Linked DNA regions of Mus musculus: regions 1 and 2 are each linked to region 3. Evidence: chromatin contacts called from public HiChIP or PLAC-seq data. All regions are on one chromosome and are shown on one strand. The core of a region is the stretch at or near the end of the contact, and the rest is flanking DNA. Distances in the headings are between cores, read along the strand shown. Region 1 has its middle 7.5 kb from the start of Gm31592. Region 2 has its middle 170 kb from the start of Gm31592. Region 3 holds the start of Rmst (rhabdomyosarcoma 2 associated transcript (non-coding RNA)).

The links. HiChIP or PLAC-seq counts read pairs in DNA pulled down with a chosen protein or histone mark.
Region 1: an H3K4me3 HiChIP or PLAC-seq map of embryonic forebrain shows a contact between it and region 3, with 4 times the contacts expected there. The contact joins the enhancer-like site here to the promoter of Rmst in region 3. A contact is called at or near these places in 4 of 484 Hi-C or Micro-C datasets (cerebral cortex, cortical neurons, embryonic fibroblasts and 1 more), 2 of 115 datasets of contacts at active chromatin or transcription factors (embryonic forebrain and neural progenitor cells) and 1 of 9 other capture datasets (embryonic stem cells).
Region 2: an H3K27ac HiChIP or PLAC-seq map of neural progenitor cells shows a contact between it and region 3, with 8 times the contacts expected there. The contact joins the enhancer-like site here to the promoter of Rmst in region 3. A contact is called at or near these places in 6 of 115 datasets of contacts at active chromatin or transcription factors (astrocytes, embryonic fibroblasts, embryonic forebrain and 3 more).

The regions. Positions count from the first base shown.
Region 1 is chr10:91,879,542-91,883,122 of GRCm38.p6, reverse strand. No RefSeq gene overlaps it. Among named protein-coding and RNA genes, the nearest start is that of Gm31592, 7.5 kb to the left of the region's middle. Within about 2 kb of position 1,377, at least 13 of the 459 cell types and tissues checked have an H3K27ac peak or open chromatin away from gene starts, as enhancers often do. A contact at or near this core is called in embryonic forebrain, where this site is marked.
Region 2 is chr10:91,718,385-91,721,500 of GRCm38.p6, reverse strand. No RefSeq gene overlaps it. Among named protein-coding and RNA genes, the nearest start is that of Gm31592, 170 kb to the left of the region's middle. Within about 2 kb of position 1,355, at least 36 of the 459 cell types and tissues checked have an H3K27ac peak or open chromatin away from gene starts, as enhancers often do. A contact at or near this core is called in neural progenitor cells, where this site is marked.
Region 3 is chr10:92,163,817-92,166,946 of GRCm38.p6, reverse strand. It overlaps Rmst (rhabdomyosarcoma 2 associated transcript (non-coding RNA)), which reads left to right and starts at 1,769. Exons shown (of 13, transcript NR_028262.1): 1 at 1,769-1,849; 2 at 2,175-2,320.

The DNA of each region.
Region 1 (3,581 bases), core at 128-2,627, 280 kb after region 3:
TGGAAAACGTTTTGCTCTTACAGGTGGGGCTGTTTTACCCCGCAACATTTTAATACACTAGCATTTACTTAGGATTCTCCCACCGCGGTTAGACATTTTGGTGATATTCAACTCTCTGCTCCTAAATATAAATCTTCAGAGGTCATCTTTGTCTGTGAAAGGTTTTTCTACACACAGTATTTTTGAGAGAGCATTAACTTGGGGCTTGTTTTCTGCGTTTACACTGAAACTCCCATTCACTCTAAGCATTTACTTCTCTCTCACTTTTTTTCCTTTCCTTTACCAAACTGAAGGAAAAAAAAAAAAACAATGAAATTGGTTCTGTTAATATCTGTAAAGAGCTTAAGAAAGTCCCACACATAATAAACTCTCAGTGAATACTACTGTTATTTCCATGGAGATTAATTACAGATTTCTAGTTGTTCGTGAACACCCACGTGCAGATGGTAAGCCTGATTCTGTTCCCTGCTTCAGATTCCAGAATGGCACTGGGTATACGATAGGTGATGCATGGAATTCGAGGAGACCAGGACTTAACTTCCTTGTTGACAGCTGTTGGGTTATCTAGCACAAGTTAGCACTTAATGTATCATTGAATGCATATCTATTTCTAGAAAAGGAAAAAGAAAAATAATTCAATGTATAGTATGTTGCATGTATTATATCATATATAATACATATATGGTATATACATATATGTATTATATATAAGTGCCCAGAGGATGGAGAAGATAGATGATAGATGAGAGAGAGAGAGAGAGAGAGAGAGAGAGAGAGAGAGAGATGATAGAAGATAAATAGATGCATACATATATGATACATACATAGACAGACAAGTGATTGATAGATAGATGATAAATAGATGATAGATAGATAGATAGATAGATAGATAGATAGATAGATAGATAGTAGAACAGAAAGAAGGGAAAGTATCTATGTAAGGTGAGTGACAAGCCAGAGGCCTGGGGAAGTCCAGTGCAGGTATAAGCCACAGTGGCCTATATCTGACTTGATGCCACTCCTCTGACTACCATGCTGCACAAAAGGCCCACAGCTTGTCACTTCCAAGGCTATCATGAGAGTTAACACTTCAGTTAGAGACACAAAGCCTGAAGCAGCCTTTCTGCCTGGCATCTCAGAGGCCCCTAATAAATGGTAACTAGTAGTATTAAAATTAATCACAGTAATCAGGCTCCACAATAAAAACTGACACAGGGCTTATCAAACGAATTCTCTCCACCGCATGAAAGAAACATGAGAACAAACCCAAATTAGCTTCCTGTTTTCCAGCAGTCCGTGGAAGAGACTGTCGAAGGTCACAGCAGCCATCTCCCAGGGAAAGAAAATGACACGGAACACTGGGCCTCTGCTCACTGACAGTGAATGCCCACCCAATTAAGCGGATTAAACATTCACTCCTTGTGATGAAAACGCCCTGTGCAGCTGAGCTAGGCCGCCTCCTCTGCTTCCTCATCCAGAGCCTCTATCTGTTAAATCGCCCTTCCTTTCCTTTCCACATTCAGGAAATAATTGGCACTTGTTTAATGCCAAATTTACATTTGTTTTGCATGGGAACAAAATTTGCTTGCAAACAGCTATGTCTGTGAGCAAATGGGCATTTGTGCTGGTAAATAAAATAGACATGCAGTTTTCTGGTATGCAGATGTATTATTCAACAAAACAAGCAGCAATGGCCTTTAATTTTCAGTTATCTCTGAGTACTTAGGCAGAGATCATAGCCAGAAAAGCACCCCTTTTTGTCATTTAGACCTATTATGGGGGTTTCCCTACACATTTGTTTCAGATCCGTGTTATTAGAGATAACTACAGTTTTAGAAGCTTCTAGATGAATCTGAAGCAATCTACAGATTTAATGAACATTCGCTGAGCTCCTACTTGATGCTGCTTCATACAGGGTAGGTCACAGATGGATTTGCGTTATCCACCTTTTCAGGAACACAAAGCATGCAGTGAGTCGGCTAGGACCTCGGCGGTTGCTCTGACTTAAATGTTTTCAAGAAACTTATGTGTTAGAAACTCAGTTCCCAGTATGATGGTGTTGAGAGGTGAGGCTCAAAGAAGCTGATCAGATGGCCAGGGCTCCTCTGTCCTCATGATTGCACCATGTTCTCACATGTTGGGACTATAAACTCCAGAGTGTATTTGTGATGAAAACTATGATGGCTCTTCACTTGTTCTTTGCTTCTTGTCCTCTCTCGGACTCCGCCCATCTGTCATGAATGATGTCATGTAAAAAACCATTCTCTCAGACTTGAGATGAACCCCCAGCCATTGGAAACAATGGCCAAATTGTTTTTTTCTTCCTCCCGTCTCCCTCTTTCTTTCTTTCTTTCTTTCTTTCTTTCTTTCTTTCTTTCTTTCTTTCTTTCTTTCTTTCTTTCTTTCTTTCTTTGATGTTGTCTATCCTATCATTGTCTCCTTCTCCTCCTCTTCCTCTTCCTTTTCCTCCTCCTCCTCTTTCTCTTCCTCCTTCTTTTTCTCCTTATTCTTCCTCGTCTTTTTGCTGCACATGAAGGTCAGAATATACCTTCGGTGTCCATCTTGACCATCTATATTCTTTTTTTTTCATTTTTTTATTAGATATTTTCTTCATTTACATTTCAAATGCTATCCTGAAAGTCCCCTATACCCTCCCCCTGCCCTGCTCCCCTACACACCCACTCCCACTTCTTGGCCCTGGTGTTTCCCTGCATATAAAGTTTGCAAGACCAAGGGGCCTCTCTTTCCAATGATGGCTGACTAGGCCATCTTCTGCTACATATGTAGCTAGAGACACGGCTCTGGGGGGAGGGAGTCCTGGTTAGTTCATATTGTTGTTCCACTTATAAGGTTATAGACCCCTTCAGCTCCTTGGGTACTTTCTCTAGCTCTTCCATTGGGGGCCCTGTGTTCCATCCAATAGATGACTGTGAGCGTCCACTTCTGTATTTGCCAGGCACTGGCATAGCCTCACAAGAGACAGCTATATCAGGGTCCTTTCAGCAATTTCTTGCCGGCATATGCAATAGTGTCTGTGTTTGGTGGGTGATTATCAGATGGATCCTTGGGTGGAGCAGTCTCTGGATGGTCCATCCTTTCATCGCAGCTCCAAACTTTGTCTCTGTAACTCCTTCCATGGGTATTTTGTTCCCTATTCTAAAGAGGAATGAAGCATCCATGCATTGGCCTTCCAATGAATTTATGAAATTCTTAGGCAAGTAGATGTATCTGGAGGATATCATCCTGAGTGAGGTAACCCAGTCACAAAAGAACTCAGTTGATATGCACTCACTGATAAGTGGATATTAACCCAGAAACATAGAATACTCTAGATACAGTTTGCAAAACACAAGAAAATCAAGAAGGAAGATCATCTATATTCTTGAGACTAGGTCTCTTGTTTACAGCTGTGTACTGACAAACTAGCTGAGCCAGGAGCTTCCAGAGATTCTTCTGCCCCTCACATCAGTAGTAGGAACACTGACATTAGCGACCGGTGTTACCTCATCTGGCTTATTCATTATGAAGACCACAACTCCTATCCTCATGCTCATCTGGCAAAAGCTTTCAGCCCAAAGTCC
Region 2 (3,116 bases), core at 106-2,605, 450 kb after region 3:
CTGTAGGCTCAGAGGAGGGAAGCCATTTCTTTGCCTTTTCAGCTCCCAGTGGCTTTGCACCCATCCATCTCCAGATGACATCACCGGCTCTGCTGCCTTTTTCATGTTGCCGTGTTCTCTGAGAAGGGTCCTTGTGATGGCAGTGATGTCTGAAGATATTCCAGCATAATCTCTCTCTCTCAAAAACCTTGACACCTTCAAGCTGTGGGGTCTCTTCTCCTCTGTCAGGAATCTTACATAGATTTGCAAGTACCAGTGATTAGCACTTGGACCCCTTGGAAAGACATTCCCGTGCCTCTACAACGACTTAGCCCCAATTTTGGTTGACAGGAGAGTCAGAGCTAAGCGATTGGACTGAATGTTGCATCAACAACGTGGCTGTTTTCATATAAATAAGGCATGCTTCCTTGGTACTTCCTGCCAGACATACTCCACCGATTTTTCCCCCACAGGGTAAGGTAGCATGCCTGAGAATTTTCTTAACAATACAGATTGCTCGCTACCTGTCACCATGGAATTCATTTCATCGCTTAGACCACAGCTTTTAGCACATTAGGGGTCCACAGTGCCCAGGGATTAGTAATTTACCATCTTTTGCTATGAGGATGCTCTCTGGGTCCCCTAGTGATCTGAGTCTATGAATTTAACCCTGGTTTTGCTTAAAAATCTCTGAGGGAACTTACTGACTTTGATAATCATAAAAATGTCCCCGCATCATTGCTTTCTCCTGACTGGCTTTATTTCCTTTTTCAAGTTCAAGCAACACAAAGTACACTTAGCTCCTGGATTTTATATCTTGTGACGTGTACACATCAGACTTCATTGTTGCCAGTAGGCGGGTGAAAATTGGGAACCAGGGGATCAGTTCCCCTGGTTCCTGATATCATCAAAGACCAGCGTTCTATGTTATATTTCCTGTATTAGGGGTAGTGTTGCCAGCTGGGAACAGATTGCATTCCACCCATGCGATAAAGGCCAGTGAGTCCCAGTCTTGTGCCCCATAAGAGCATTCACAGGCAAAGATTTTTCCCTGCTTAATTAGAATTTGTCTCGGTGAGCTCATTAGGCCTTGAGAGCTCAGGGATGCTCCTACATGGCGCACACTTTTCTTTCTCTCCTTCTTCTTATAGTTTGGCACAGCCTTGTCAACAGGTGTGATCAACACTAAGGAAGCATGCAGTGCCAACACCCCTGTTCTGGTCCAGGATGAGAACCCACCACTGAAAAGATGGCATTCACAGCCGCAGGCAGACTGCCATGAAATCGTTGTTCCTTGGCACTGGTGCCCATGGAGAGTGTCTAGGCAACTTTTGATTGGGCACCATGCCCTCCAAGCAGATGGGCATGAATGTAGGCAGGCAAGAGACCATTTATTTATATCAACTGTATTTGCTGAGGGCAGGGTTCCCAGCTGGGAACATCAAAACAGCTCTTTGTCCTGGCTGTCTGAATCTCTGATGGAGGTGATGCAGCCTTGCAAATTCAGCTAGATTAATTTTGAAAAGTAAAAACAATGTTTCTATGGACACCGGGGGACATTTTTGGCTCCCATCAATGGTTCAGAGCACAGAGCAGGCTGGGCCCAAGTCATTTAATAAAATCTCCAATCCCTGTTTGGATTTGGTGGGAAGGAGCCAAGACAGCTTTCCAAACCAGGCCAAATTTACGTGAACAGAGTTAGCCCCACATGGAAGGCAGCTTTGTGAGTCCTTTTACACACAATGATGAGTGGCTCCCAAAGAAAATGAAGCTGAAGTCACCCAGACCGGAGCGCTAGGGAAGCATAATGACCGAGCCTACTTTCCACTGCACTGGCTTTGTAGGCTGCCATTAACCTTTATGTCGTCCCTCCTGTAAATGAGGCACTGGATCAAGTGTGAGCTGAGAACACCAGACAGACAAGGAGGTTGACTCCAAAGGGAGCTTGAATCGGCTTCATGGATAAGCGTATACATTCCATATAAGAATTTTGCCAGCATTCTAGACATCTGAGTGGGTATAGTTTTGTTTTGTTTTGATTTTTTTTTTACCAAGGAAGATAACCTAAATATTAATATTGCCAAAGAAGAGTATATCATTTCCTTGTAGAGCATTTGGCACTTGTACTGGGCACTTTGCATGTGATCTTTTGATCATATTTTACAGTAGTTCCAGGGAAACGGTTGCTATTCAGATCCCAGTACAGGTGAATAAACTAAAACATAGAGTGGTGTGTTAATTGAATTTTTGCTATAAAAACACCTAAGAGCAGCTAACTTTATTTATTAGGCTTACTAGACATAATCTACCCCATGACCTATCTTTTCTATGAGTCTCATTCACTGATGGCCATTGGATTCAACATTCTATTCTACAGATAGTTGTAAGGCCGTGTTTACTGCCACTCTGTTTACAAGGACTAGGGGATGGTAACAACCTCAATGTCCTTCAACTGACAAATGAATAATAAAAATGAGGTAAATATGCACCACCGGACACAAGTCAGCTACAAAGAAGTATAAAGTTGTGAAGTTTGCAGGTAAGCGCATGGAGCTAGAAAATATATTGAGTGAGGTAGACCCAGAGAGGCAAACACTGAGTATCCTCTCTTATCTGTGGTTCCAAATCTTCAGATCAGACAGAAACAATCAAAGAAAACCATGATTTGTCAAAAGACAGAGAACAATTAATCTGGGGAGCCTGAGTCCCAGTGAGTTTATCTACATACAACTCCTGTACCTAAGGCTTAGGAAAAAAATCACAGAAGAGCTGAGGACAGAAAAACTGTAAAAACCAGAGGACCAGGGAGTCTGCTATGAGGCTGTGCCTTCTTAAAGTCAAGGGGAGGTACACCCACAATATCACAATAATATGGCTTCCTAACAATAACCTAACCTTGACAATAACAATAGACATTTAAGTGTGGAAGGAGGAAATATCAAGGACCCCCCCCAAAAAAAAACAACCCTAAAGATAACTAATGAGCACTGAGAGAGGGAGAATTTCTATTTCCCAGAGGTGAGCCCCCTAAATGATTAGACAATACCAAATGATGAGTCTTGAGATCATATGCATACAAGAGCACAAACTCCTGAGGTTGTATTTGCATAGATACCTTTATGTATGTGTATGTATGT
Region 3 (3,130 bases), core at 520-3,019:
GCTGTCAACTCTACTGAAATCCAGGGCTTTTCTGTAGAAGATTTTTGGTTTCACAGGATATGCTTCTGCTATTTTATTATTAAGATCGTCATAACACAAAGCTGTCCATTGACAGAGAGCACATCCTTTAAAATGAGGTGTGTGGAATCCGATTATGAACAGGGAAGAAATGAGCTACAAGATCCTCTTGCTTTCTTCCCGCTTATACATGAAGATTGGGTGCCTCTAGTGAGAAAATGTTTACAACTTCATTTTTCCTCTTTGTTCAGGTGGAGTCAGTTGACATCTTGAGTCAACTAGAAGCACCTTCTCCCCTACCCCCCACCCACCAAGCAGAGAGCGCACGACAGGCTTTTCAGATGTCACCAAGTTAAGCAATTTAAACTTCTGGGTTTCTAAAGCCTGTATTAATTGGTTAGAGTTTGAGTCAAATCAGCATTAGTTGAAATGGTTTCAAAATGCTGGAATTTAGGACAAGAGACATTGTACTTTTGCATGCCCTTCCCACTCCCATGCAGAGTTTTCTGAAACACCCTGATGTCATGTCATCTACTTACTAGTTTGCTTATAAAAAATAAATAAAGCAAACCCTAGCTACTTAGGAGAAACTGTTCGGCAGTGCATAGCTGTGTTCTACATGTCTCATTACCATTAACAGCCATGCATGACTAAACCTCCTTCTACTGCTTTGAGTATTTACCCTCTGGCTTTGTGAAGTGATGCCTGAGTGTGGCTTTTACAAAGGAATTTCATAACCATCTATGCTCTGTGCAGCACACCTACCATTTCGGAATATGCACAGTTCTCCTTGGGGGAATCTTGGCAACAATTAAGAGTGTTCAGTGAAAGTAAAGTACAAGTAGTGAGCCTTTTCTGGTTCACCTCTTGCCTTAACTTAGGGACAAGCTACCTTTATTTTATTCTATTCCCCGTTTTCCACTAGTGTCATATAACCAATCGCAAAGCCTCCTTTTCTACACTATAAAGGAAAAGCAGGCCATTCAGCTGACACCCAGAGTTGAAAACTAGAAGCATGGTGTGGTCTGTTGAGGTCCAGGGATTTAAAGGATCAAGTCTGCTATCTGAATCTTCAGATCCACCAAGGAGAAGGGAGAATGAGCATTTTCTCCCTCCTCCAAGTTTTTGTAATTTTGCAAGATTTAGCCACTGGTGGGGAACTAGAGATGAGAGACATTTGGGGGACTCTTGAGAAAGCAATAGAGTTTATGAAAAAAGGGACAGGGAGATCAAAGAGAGTTCAGCCCTTAGGGAAGCAGGTTTACTGGGGTGGCATTTTATAGAGGGTATTTTAAATGGGTTTTACCCCTATGCACAAGATTGGGACCCTTCTGGTTAACAGACCCCATCTGTACTGAAACATCTTTATTTACAGTCAGGGCATTTGAAATAACCTTGATTTTCATCTTCTTCTTCCCTTATTAAATTGGCAGCCCTGCGCTAAGTCTTCCTCTTCTAACCCTTTCTAAGCCTTCATTTCTTCCCAGAGAAAGAAGTCATTTACCTTCAAATGTCACATTTCAGGACTAGTAGCTAAAGTCCCTCTTTGTAGGAAAAAAAATGCAGGCTTAGCTTCTGTCATGAGATCATCTGTCTCAGCCCCATTTATTTCTCCTGGGTGATGAGAAGACCTCTGCTTCTCTGTAAAAAGGCGCTAGGAAAGAAGGAGTTAAAGTGAAGGCAGGCTCGCTGGTTTGCTGAGATCTGTCAGAGGCTGACTGGCTGGCTACATATCTGTCTCTGGAACAATAGGTACCTATATTCTGCACGGGCTTCTGGGCAGGCAGCACTAACACTCAGGAGAAGGTCTGCCTCTGTCTGCGCCTTCCTGGTGAGAATCCCCCCGTAACAGTTCTAGTTTTCAGAGGGGACAGAGAGAAAGAGAGTGAGGTGGGGGGGGAAGGCTGTCTACTCTGTTGATGAAGGACAAAGCTTTGATCATTTTTGTTCAGGCTTCACTTGGCTAGAGGTTTTAGGTTCTTAGACTCCAGTCAGTAGTTGTGTTGGCTTTCTTTCTTTCTCTTAGTCTCTCTGTAGTGTGCTTCTCTCTCTCTCTCTCTCTCTCTCTCTCTCTCTCTCTCTCTCTCTCTCTCTCTCTCTCTCTCCCCTTTCACATTCTCCTTCTGTTGCCCTCCCTCTCTCATTTCTCCTCATAGGTTCAATGCAGGCAGATGAGTGTCACAGATGTAACTGAGGCACTGAATAATCAACATATCGGAGCCAATTCCCAGGACGGCAAGAGGGGGAACCGGCAGAGATGACTGACCCTGGAGGACAAGAGCATTCTTCTGACAAGTTTTAGGTAAGGGAATATTTATATACAATTCGTTCGGAATCTTTGTGCCTGAGAGAGACATTTGTGATTAAGAAAAAGGAAGTCACTATAGGTAAATATCTTTGAGAGGGTACCCTCCCTGGTGTCCCTGGCTTGCAGAACCTGTCAGTGTAAATGCCTGCTTTGTGTTACTAGACTCTTCAGAGGTGAGGTGTGTGCGGGGACTGGAGGAAGGGTGAGCTGCTTTTTATGTCTGTGTGGTGACATTTATCATGCTGTTTAAATCTGTATCTGTAGAAAAAAAATAGAATTTCTGTTTGACGATAGTATCGTTTTTTTTTTGTGCAAGGCAGAGCATATGGCTGTGCAGAATTCAAGTGGCGTTCTTTCATTCTTAATTTGTAATTATTTTTACACTCAACAGTACTGAGGTCAGAGAGTTTTAAAAATTAATGAGATTCCCTGTGGAGTTCAAATAGTAATATCTACAGTGAGCCTCCACAAAGAGATAAGATTAGGCCAGTATATTTTTGCTATAGATTTGGCTGTCTTACTTTGAATACACGCCATCTGAAAGCATATGTAGGGTTCAATAGTTTCTGGGAGTTGCTGTGATTTGGAGACTAGCCCTTAATTTAATGTTTAGTGACCAGGAGCCATGCAGTCCCAGTTAGAGTGCTGAAGATGAACACGGTGAGCGGAGACATTCCTAAAACTTCACAGACATTATTGTCATGACAATGGAGGGTATCTTAGACTTTCGAGGAAATAGCAAATGATGAATGAGGCGCGTGCTAAGAAGAGGAAAAAAATCTGCAAATGTATTTTTATTTTAAG